Linked DNA regions of Manis pentadactyla: region 2 is linked to region 1. Evidence: chromatin contacts called from public Hi-C data. All regions are on one chromosome and are shown on one strand. The core of a region is the stretch at or near the end of the contact, and the rest is flanking DNA. Distances in the headings are between cores, read along the strand shown. Region 1 holds the start of LOC130683057. Region 2 holds the start of FIBCD1 (fibrinogen C domain containing 1).

Region 1 (5,665 bases), core at 2,333-4,832:
GCCGCTTGGGTTGCCTGTAGAGTGCCAGCACGGGGGGTAGTTTCTGGCTTCTAAAAGCATGTAGTGTTCCAGCTGAGTGGACTCCCATTCTGAAATAATCTTTTGTTTTCTATTCACTATCAGTTCACAGGGAACAATGCCCCATGAAATTGCCCCTATAAAAGACCATGGCCTCCCTGACCCCCGAATTCTGTTTGGCCTCCATTCCCACCTCCTCTGTAGCACAAGTACGCGGTTGAAAAATGTAGTTGGTGAAGTTAATTGGCAAAGCAGTTAAATGGAAGAATAAAGTTAACCAAGCAGCCTTTTGCTTGGTTGAAATCTCATCTCCCACTGCATGCTCCTTCCAGTGACAGACTCCAACCCATCCGCTTTAATCTGTCCTGCCTTTGAGGACGATTCATAAAAGTTGAATTATCAATAATAGAATGAGTGTCTTAGGTGCTCTGATAAACATGAAGACAAAGTAAGAAAAATAGAGGTGGGAAAATAAAAGCTGTTTTCCTCCTATTTTTGAAGTAGTAATATATTAACCTTAGATAATTCAAGGTTGAAAGTTAAAAACAAGATGTAGGAATGCTACACTTCCTGTCCATTGTGGTTTTTCTGATGACTGCCTAAAAATGGTGCCCTGATTGAGGTTTTGGGAAACATTTCTTTATAAAGGCACTCTATAAAGTGCTATTTTATTTTACATATGTGGTGAACTCTTTTTTTTTTTTATATTTATAAATGTGGCATTAACATCAGCGTTTCTGTTCTTGTGTTCTGTGTAATGCTTGGAAGCTGAGTACACTTGAGGAAGGGCTTAGCAGATACAGATTCTGACAGAAGCCCTGACTACTCTGTGTTGGCTCACCTAGTAAAATGTAAACTTAGGAGTTTCAGTGGTAGTAACTTTGACCCCCTGCATTTGACTTTTAAAATACAGCTCAGTTCTTTTCATTAAATGGTATGTTGTCTTTATAACATTACTCAGGAGGCAATTTTTAATCTCATTTTTGTTTCTATCCCATGTGTATCACCTGTTTAAGGAGTTTGCAGACAACTTGAACACTCTAGAGGCTATGCTGCAATGTTAGATTTACTTGTCATATTTTTGAGAACCCATTTGTTCTGGGCTGTATGCCTCGAGAGATGGGATGTGAAAGGTGGAAGCCTGAGTCCTGGGTTTAATTTAGTTTTGACCGGGACAGAGCTTAAAGTTTCTCCTCACGTGGTCTCCCAAGCTACCAGCCTATACTGTTCATTCAGTATATCCTGAATAGTAATTACCTACAAAGTGGAAATATATAAAGGTCTGAAAGCACCTTTGGTGATTATCTACTTTCTGTGGCCCACTAGAGGGAGCCCTTTCCCTTGTTAAGTGTAATTCAGTGGGTATTTAAAAAAAAGAAACTGAAGTTTTTATACTGGTACTGAATCCCTATAGTAACTTGAGGATTGCTTTGCTTTACAAAAGTGAGAACAAAGACTGAACTGAATCACTTTCAATGAAAAGAATATATGATCTTAAAGGGATTTATTTACCTTTGACTATCAGGCGTTTGCTGAGTTCTGGATTCTAGTTTTTAAGCCCTCCAAAATATTTTATAGTGTTGTACAAGGAGTAAAAAGTATAGTGCCTCTCTAGGAAAAAATATTATAGTCTAGGTTTGGGGGTCTCCTAAGACGAGAATACAGTGGTAATGGAAAATGGAGATTAGGGATAAGCGTTTAGATCCACTGCATTTGGCCTCTACACTGACTTTCATGAAGCACAATATCAGTTTTTTTGGAAACCCAAACAAGACCTCACTTGATCCTCATGATCACCTTATAAAGTTAACATAATAACCCTACTTATAAGTGAAGAAAGCAATTCTGAGAATTCAGTTCAAATGACTTGATTAAGCTTAGCAGCTGTGAATCAGGAACAGGATTAAGCTCTAGAGAGGTTATCATAAAAGAATGCTTAAAAAGTGGGTAGGATTTACATGAAATGATATGGGTCCAGAAATTTTATTTCCAGCATTAAGAACAATACTTTGTGGATTGTTAACTCATTTTGCTTATTGCCTGTCACTCTTTCTGTGTATGTTCCTTGAAGACAAGGATTAATCGCCCACTGCCCACCCCCAGTGTATCCCAGCACCTAGAACTGCTTGGTACACAGGGGCTCAATAAACATTTGTTGAATGAATTGTTAGTTCAAGAAATGCTATCAGTTGTGATTCAATTGCCCAATTTTAAGCAAAACTAGAGAATGAAGAATGAAGAATATTAAAACATGAATAGAAATAAGAAAGCAAATGGCAAAAAAAAAAAATTGGTGATAATTAGGATAACAACACCTATAATGCAGCTGTGGTTTCCCCCTAATACCTAGCAACTTCTGACGTCTTGATACTGAATGGTATGTTAAAACCATGGGCTTCACACCAAGATCAATCTGGTCTCAAACGGTGACTTTGTCATATACTCATAGGCAAGTGACCTTGAATAAGTCACATCTTTGAAACTTTCCCCAACTGTATAACAGTAATACATACTTCACTGGGCTATAGTGAGGATTAAATGAGAAGAATTTATGAAAAGCATTAACAGGGCATGGGGTAGAGTAAGACACTGTGATGAGTGGATCTCTTTAGAAATGGGTATATCCCTGTCAGGGACACTGCTCTGGAGAGACATGGAGAGTGAATAGTGGGCCAGGGTGCATTTTAGTTGCAAGAACAAGGATTATGGCAAGTGAGGGCTTGGTGTGGCTGGGTCAATGGCTAGCTCTGTAGGCCTTCTAACCCAGTAACCTGGGTATTTTCTCGACTAACAATATTTTATGTGAAGACATGTTCACCCGTGAACTGAGGTCTTTAATATCAAAGGTTCATTCTAACTCAGACATCTATGATTGTGCCTGACTTAGCCTCCCAGGGTGCTTAACAAATGCTGTTTATTTAATGAGTGAGCCTCCTGATACCGCAAAGAAACAATGAATTTTTTAGCAATATGTCGGGAGCTTTCTAGTTATTTTTCTCTAGTTACAGATTTATGCTTCTGGGGAAAAGGTGTAAATTTGTGCATGGGGGTAGGAGGGGACCAAAATACCTTGGCTTCCAAATCTTCTCCCTACAGAGGGTCAAGGAAGTAATCCAACTCCGGTTCTGGGAGAATCCGATCCGCAGTTTTCCCCTTGCTTTGGCTCCTTGCCGGTTTTACCAGCCGCGCAGGGGAGACGTTAGCCAACCGTAAGCGGGGCCGGGGAGAGTCCACCGGCTCTCGTGAGGGCGGGACCGAAGCTCAGGAGCCGAGAGCAGAGGGCACGAAGTCTCGGGTACGCGTGGGCCGCGCTGGCGCCGTGGACCACAACTCCCAGAATGCCTTGCGGGCTGCGCCGAAAGCGGTTGGCGGGGAGCTCCAGCCCACTGTCCTCGCGACCAATGGGACGAAGGAGAGAGACCTGACCCGGATTCTCGGGGGCCAATGGCAGTACAGAGGAGGCGGGTGCTTCTTTACCACTCACCTTGCGCTGGGGAAAAACCTTATATTAAAGGTCGTGCCGGGCCGGACGCTGGCGGCAAGGAGACCAGAGCAGGAAGGTGCGGCGGTGTCTCGAAAAGCGGCGCTGGGAAGGTCGTGGTTCTCGCAAGGCGCGCGGCAGGCGTCGCCGGGGGCGTGGCTGGGGGCGGGGCCTGGCCTCGTTGTGGAACGACTCGTAATCCATCATGGCGGCCGCGGGGGTCGGTGTCTGTCCCTGAGCAACGCTGGAGCCGGAGCCGGTTCCCGGGTCTGGCGGCTGAGGAGCGCCTCCGTTGTCCACGGCTCCTACCTGCAGGGGGAGGCTGGGTCCCGCGGTGGAGCTCGGCGGATGTGACTGCCGGGCGGTGGCGGCCGTGGCAACGTCCGGGGCCAGGAGAGGGGGTGTCTCGGGAGAGACCCTCGGGCTCGGGGCAGCTGAGGCGGCCGGGCCTCCTGCCCCCTCCGCCTGCCTCCCGCCTCCGGGTCGCGAGAGCCCACCGTCCCTTACAGCCCTGCCTGGCTGTGAGACATTGGGGGTGGTCTCTGTTCCCCCAGACCTGGGACACGCCGTTTCCTGAGGCGTGGAGGAGCGTCGCCCCCGAGTAAGCCGCCAGTGCCCCCCGGCCCCCGCCCCGGCAGCCTCCCTCTTAGCCCCGAGCCGCCCCTTGCTCCGACTCCCGGCACCAAGTTTGGCCTCGGAGTCCCCCCATTCAAATCCCTTCCCTGTTGTCAAGTGGCCTCCCCTTCCCCCCAGTTGCTCCCGCGAGCCGCTAATGCCCTGACTTCTCCCAATGTCACCCAAGGCCCCCTTGGTCTCAGCCCAAACAAAAACTTTAATGCAAAGGAAAAGTCTGGACTGGTTTCACAGGCCTTTTAAAAAGCGGATCTGAAAGTTGCTGGCAATGCATTCCTTCTCGTCAGAGTCGAGGGCAAGCTCTCGCTGAAGCCTCGGTGACCCGTGTCCTTTTCCGGACAGCGTGGTAGAGAAGCGGGAGCTGCAGCTAGTTCGGCAGGAAATTTGTCGGAAGATGAAGAAACTAAGATAGGAGTGGGTGACTTCCACAGGAAAAGTTCTGGAGAAGCATCCAAAGATGATCAACCTTTTCCTTTATATATGGGAATCGAAAGGACTTTAGTATTACCGACCCTTTTATAGCATCCCCTGTGAATATTTCCGTTTAGGTTTTTCTTCTTGGAAAGAAAGAGACTTAATTCAACCAGTGAAAGACACTTAACACTCAAGAAACTTGAGTAGCACTGTAGTAAGTTCAAATTGATAAACTGCGAAAATAATTGGAACTCTTGTTTACATGTGTCAACGTGAAAACTGCTTCCTTTTGCTATGGAAGATGTCTTTTTGTGATTGACCTCAATTACGGACTTTTTGAGATGCAGTGAATGTGAAATCCCACCTATATACTGTTTCCTTCTGGAAGATCTTGAACCCTCTCTGGAAAGGGGTGCCTATCCTTACTTTATGGGGCAGCAGCCAGGAAAAGTTCTTGGGGACCAAAGACGGCCAAGTTTGCCTGCTCTGCACTTTATCAAAGGAGCAGGGAAGAAGGAATCATCACGGCACGGGGGGCCCCACTGCAATGTGTTTGTGGAACATGGTGAGTGCTCTTCAAGCTTCCTGGACGTGTTTTTCCTCATGCATTCAGCTTAGGAATGCACAAGGCACTTCTGAACCACAGTTCTGTGCCGTTTCCTTTCTAGTTCCCCCCAAACCTTCTGAGACTAGTTACCTCCTAGTTTCTCATGGAATTTTCTTTGTATAGGAGAAATTTACTTGGTGACTCTGTATGGCCTTACTCCAAATCTCTCTGAGTTGCTTATTTCTTGCCTGATTCCCTTTCTAACTCACTGTTGACCTTGGAAGAGCCATTTTACTCTTACAGTTTCCTGAGTAGGTGGTTTCTCCGGATCCATAGTCCATGATTCTGCTCTAGCCTAAGTCATGGGCTCTTCCCCTGAATGTTTTACTACTTTACAGAGAGTTTGTATCATATCCTCAAAGTGGTTTGTGCTCCCCAAGAGGTTCAGAACCACAGATGCCTGTTGGCTTTTCATCATAACTAGGACTTGAAACTACTCACTTTGGAGCTATGTGGGAAAAATTGAGTGGGGAAGCAGATTCCTTGTGCATGAGGGCACCCAGCTTCTGGTT
Region 2 (5,480 bases), core at 1,160-3,659, 190 kb after region 1:
CAGCAAAGGAGCAGGGAGGGGAGGCAGCATTCAATACTGGCCCAGGCCCCCAGGCCCCAAACCCTCAGCTGCCTCCCAATGCCAAGGGGCAGACAGCTGGACTCTAGCCTGGTGGCAGCTGGAATATGTGTCCCTAAGCCCGGGAGGCCTGGAAGCCACGTTTCAAACAGATCCCCCAGAAGCCACCTCCCCTTGAGCAGCACTTGCTGGCTCCTCTCCCCATAGGTCCTCTGGGCTGAGGCTTCACACTGTTCCATTCAGCAGATACCCCTCAGCTCCCAACATGAGCTGCACAGAGAGAAGGCACCCAGGGCCCAGGGGGAGACCTAGAGATGGAGGGCCAGAAGGAGCATGTGTCTAAAGGGAGCTCCTGATGGAGGTGAGTCTTGGAAACTAGAAGATAAGGAAGCAAGATAAAGGCAGCTGAGCACCACAGGGCAAATGCTGCTGGGACTTTGAGGCACAGCCACTGGGCATCAGGGGAGAGGCTTCCTGGAGGAGGTGGCATTTGAGTAGGTTTTTGAAGTATATGCAGGGTTTCCCTGAGTGAAGGGGTACATGTGTGTGTATGTGTTGGAGAGCTTGGTGGAGCCAACAAGACGAGACAGCAAAGGTTTGGACATGAGCAGCCTGGTGTGGGACTGGGGTTTGGCAAATGACAAGGAGGCAGTACCTGTAAAGGGGCTAATGTGAAGGGAGAATAGTCCAGGCTGTGGATAGCCTTGAACAAGTCTAGGAGGTAAGACTGCTTTTGCTAAGTGAGGGAAAGTCAGATCTCAGCAGGACAGGACATTTTATCTGAGGATGGCTTGGGTGTGCCCCTGACCTAACCAAAGGAATGGACCACCAGGAGGCACTGGGAGAGGCTGGGGTCAGACCTGGGTTTGAATCCTTGCTCTCCTGTGAGCACATGCCTTGAACTCCCTAAGCCACCATCCTGTGACCTGGCGATGGGCACCCCTGCCCAGCCCCAGGCATGATTGGGAAAGAGCTTTGCAAACTGTAGAGGGCTGGGCCCCCACACTGTGGAGGTGTCACTTTAGTAATATGAGCAGGTTGCAGCTCCTGAAGAGTGAGGGGCTGCCAAGTCCCTCCCCTGCCACCTCCTCCTGCCGCTGCAAACATGGACTGTTCCCTCCCTGATGACATCTGTCAGTGAGAGATTTTAAATTTAAAATGGGCAGCCCCATTATTTCCTCTCCTCCATGAGCAGGGCCTCCTCATCTGCCTGCCTGCCCCAGTCCCTTGGCAGCCCAGCCTGGGGCAGCACCAGGGCTGTCCCTCCACCCGCCTCCCGTCCCCAGCCCCATCTCTGGCTGGCCCTGGGGCTCTGCCCTCACCCCCCTTCCAGAGCACAGTCCTGGGCGCCCTCCCAGTCTGCCCCTCACAACTGCCTCTGAAGAGGCAGCAGGAAGGGTGGAGTGAACAGACCTGGAACCTATGGACCCAGGTTCGAATCTCAACGCCTATGGACCCAGGTTCGAATCTCAGCAGCACCGGGTGGCCTTGGGCAGGAGCAACACTGAGTCTTGCTTTCCTTGTCATAAAGCTGGAGAAGCACAATGCCCAGTGTTCCCACGAGAGACAAGTATTTATTGATCCTCTACTACATGGAGCTACAGCATGAGATTCAGAGGAGGTCCAGGGGGCTGAGTTCTCGTCCTGAAACTCAGGTTATGGTGCCAGGCGTCTGGCACAGGGTGGTACCCAAAGTACATACTTAGTAAGTGGTTAAGATGCCACTGTAGACGCGAGGAAACAGACTCAGCAAGACGGGTTTTCTGTGGTCGCACCAGGAACCCAAGGCTGGTCACACTATTAACTATAGGTCCCCAGCTCCCTGTGCACACGCATGCACCAGGAGTCTGTTGGAGGCGCACGGGGGCCCTCCTCCCCCACGCCCAGCACCCCCAATCCCTGCCAGCGCGGCTCCGGCAGGGGTGCCACCCCCATCCGCTCCCCGAACCTCAAATTCAAGCCTCTGCTCAGGAGGCGGTGGGGAGGGCGCCCACCTTGATCCAGGCCCACCGAGCGTGGTGGGGGGGTGCATCCCAAACTCCATCCCTGAGCCGGGCACTCACCCGCCTGCCGGAGTGGCCACCGCCTCGCTAACCGTGCGGACCCCCTGTCCCCGCGCCCCGGGCGCACGCGTACCTGCGGCTTGTCACGCGGCCGGTCCTCAAGTTGGGAAGCGCCGCCCATGGTCTTCCACCGGTCGTTGACCATCTTCCGGCCGGACTGGCGCGGGCGCCGGGCGAGGCGAGCCGCTGCGGAGCGCAAAGGCGCCGAGGTGGGCGCGGGCTCCGGCGCAGGGGGCGTTCTGCCCGCCAGATCCCCGCCGTGGGGCCCCGCGCCGGGGCCGCCCGGGCACGGGCGCGCGTGTGCGGGGGTGTGTGTGTCCGCCGGTGTGTGCACGGCGCGCGAGGGTGAGAGCGGGAGCGCGAGAGCCGCCCGCCAGCCGCTCGCGCGGCGCGCCGCCCCCTCCCCGCCCCCGCGCCTCCCCCGCGCGCTCCCCGCCCGCCGCCCCGAGCCCTGCCTCCCTCTCGGCCTCCGGGTCTGTTTTGTCTCGGACTCTCTCGGCCTTTTATTGCTCCCCCCGGCCTCCCGCGGACACGCACACGCCTCCTCTCCATCTCCAGAAAGGCCACGGCAGCGAGGGCGACCGGCCCCGGCTCGGGCCCCGCCGGGCGGGCGGCAAACGGCCGCGGGCAGCCCGGCTCCCGCCGTTCCCCGGAGGCGCCCGAGAGCCCCGGCGACGCCTCCCCGCAAACTTCTTCCCGGGCCGGAGTCGCGCCAACTTACCGGGCGCGGGGGGCGCAGGGCCAGGCAGGCCCCGAGGGCGCCCCCGCCGGCCGTCGGGCGTCTCCTGGGAGCGAGGCCGCGCTCCCCCCAGGCCCCTCAGGTCTGGGTAGAGGTGGGGGCCCGCCGGAGTGCGCCCCTTGCGGGTTTCTGGGGTCCCGGTCTAGCCCCGGGGCCAGCGCGCCCAGTCCCGGAATCTCCAGCCCCCAGGGACCTGCCCCTCTGACCCCAGCGGCGGGGCCACACCTGGGGGCCCCGCGGCCTGAGCCCGCAGATCTGGGTCCTGGCGCCGGAGGGCGGAGAGCCAGCCCGAGGCCTTCCCGCCCAGGTGGCCGGTGGGCTGAATGGGGGTCCCAGCCGCCACGTCGGCAGCCGGAGCGCGGCCGCGAGTACCCGCAGCTCGGTGCCCAGCCCGCGCTCCCCGCCCACCAGCGGAGCCTCCGGGCGCGCCCCGCGCCGCTCAGCCCCCTCCTCCTCCTCTGCCCCGGAGAGGAGGGCTTTGTGCCGGGAGGGGGCTTCTTAGGCGTCCCCTCCCACGAGCAGCACTTTGGAAAGCGTTTAATCCGCCTGGAGCCGGCTTCGGAGGTAATTGACGAAGTCCTTAATCTGAGCGGTTAACGAGCTGCTATTGTGGCTTCTGACCGGGAGGCGCCCACACTGCCCGACGCCGCATTCGGTGCCGGCCGCCCCCTCCCCGGCGCCTTTCTGGGGCCCCTTGTCTTCAGCTCCCGCAGCTCTCCAGTAGACACCCCCGTTCCCCGTTCCCCGCTCCCCGCTTCTTTCTAAAGCTGTTTTCCGGCTCCTGGGGCGCCTTGGCCCGCCGCGCTGTTCCCTGGCACTGTCTTTGTCTCTCCCCCACCGGCTGTCAGTCTGTCGCCCCATCTTTGTCCCTCTCCCTGTCTCTCTCCTAGCCCGGCACGCGCAAAGCAGGCTGCCGGGCGTGGGGTGCAGCGTCCAGACTGAGCCGGGGCGAGCCCTGGGCCCAGAGAGCTGGGGCCAGGGAACCCCGCGGCCCATGCCACTTGGGTGACTGTCACCCACCCACCTGCAGCTGGCTTCACAACCGGCTAGCTGTTCCTCCAGTCTCCTTTTCCTTCCAGGGCTGCCCACCTGCCTCACCTGCAGCCCCACCCCACTGCCGCCCACAGGGAGGCTACCCTGGGAGCTGGAGAGGACCCCAAATAAACTGGCTCCAAGTCAGGGGCCTTGTGAAGTCCTAGCCTGTGGCTCTTTCTGGGTGGCACCCTTCCCCTTGGACCCTGGTTAAAAGTAACTGAGCTTAGTGCACTGGGCCTGGCAGTGTGGCCTGGGGCAAGCTACTGTGCCTCTCTGAGCCTCACTTTCCCCGCTTACCCAAAGGCTAGCTAGCAGCACCCTCGTCAGAAGGGCTCTTGTGACGTTCTGAGAGACAGCACATCGAAGCACCTAAGCAGGTTTCAAACTTTGCTGCTGTGACCTTGCTCGGATTTCCAGTCCTCTCCAGCTTCAATTTCCTCATTGAAAAGGGAAATCATGACCTCGCCCTTCTTGATGAGGAATTGTGAGATTTGCAGGCATGTGGCTGGGACTGCAAGTCTGTGACACCAGTCTGGGGAGAGGATGTAAACTCCAGACATGTCTATGCACAGACAAGAGACCACCCTGGGAGACCTAGATAGGACAATTTGAGGCTGGGTGGTTTGGGGCAAGTGCTCTGGGTGGTCAGGGAAGGCATCCTGGAGAAGGAGGGGTGTGAGCCAGGCCATAATGGCGGGACATCTGGATGCTGGGGAAGAAGACATTTCAGGTGGCAAAGCTGCAAAGTAAAGGCAAAGCGTGGACAGTAACAATAGCCTGCACGGGCGGGCGCAGACCCGAGGAAGCTGGCGGGAGGATCCGCTCCCAGGCCTGCACAAGGGCGGTTGGACAGGTAAGCGGGAGCCACCTAGAGGCTGCTCCTGGCACTGTTTGCTGTCAGCTGGCCTCTCCGGCTCTGCCACGGGTTCCTCACTTCCCAGCCCACTGGGATGTGGGGAGTAGGTGTTGCACAGCTCAGGCTTGAGTCTGCAGGTGCTGCACTCACCTGACACACAGGGCATTGTCCCGGGGAGAGGAGAGGGCCACCTTCAGTTCACCCCGCCAAGATCTCTGTGGGAAAAGGCACAGGTGACCCCACAGAGAGGATGGCGCCCCACCCTCTGATCTCCTTTTGACAAAGCCCGTGTCTGAAAAGGCCCAGGGAAGGGCCCAGGTGTACAAGGTGGGTTGGGGTCTCTCAGCCCACCCAAGACAGGACATTCCAGGGACCAGCCGGGACCTCAGGGGTGCGGGGCCCTAGGCCCCCAAGCCTCAGGCTTCCCTGGCGCCCCTGTCTACTCCCTGGGCCTCCACTCACCCTCCTCCCTCTGGCTTGCTGACTCCACATGTTCTTATTTTTCCTCCCCATGGCCACCTAGATGTGATAGCCCCACAGACAGAAAACTCCTGTCTGTAATTTTTAGTTTAAATTCTAGAAAGAGGGCCTGTAATTCATCCTGATTATCCTCTGAAGCCAGGACATGTCAATCATAGGTCAGCAGCTGGCCAAAGACAGCTGCCCTTGGTAAGGTGCTCACTGCAGTCCAATGGATGGTATGGCTGTGGGGGCCCTGTGCCACTTCCTTAGCAGGGAGTGGGTACAGGGCAGGCAGTGATGCATACCA

The links. A called contact is a pair of places that touch in the nucleus more often than the background predicts.
Region 2: a contact with region 1 is called in a Hi-C map of skin fibroblasts, with 6 times the contacts expected there. The contact joins the promoter of FIBCD1 here to the promoter of LOC130683057 in region 1. A contact is called at or near these places in 2 of 3 Hi-C or Micro-C datasets (fibroblasts and skin fibroblasts).

The regions. Positions count from the first base shown.
Region 1 is chr3:216,313,764-216,319,428 of mManPen7.hap1, forward strand. It overlaps LOC130683057, which reads left to right and starts at 3,583. Exons shown (of 1, transcript XM_057499137.1): 1 at 3,583-4,652. The coding sequence starts at 4,290. The coding sequence ends at 4,388. It overlaps ABL1 (ABL proto-oncogene 1, non-receptor tyrosine kinase), which reads left to right and starts at 4,758. Exons shown (of 11, transcript XM_036913565.2): 1 at 4,758-5,111. The coding sequence starts at 4,976. It overlaps EXOSC2 (exosome component 2), which reads left to right. Exons shown (of 10, transcript XM_057499132.1): 10 at 1-1,310.
Region 2 is chr3:216,503,307-216,508,786 of mManPen7.hap1, forward strand. It overlaps FIBCD1 (fibrinogen C domain containing 1), which reads right to left and starts at 2,410. Exons shown (of 8, transcript XM_057499139.1): 1 at 2,155-2,410. The coding sequence starts at 2,226.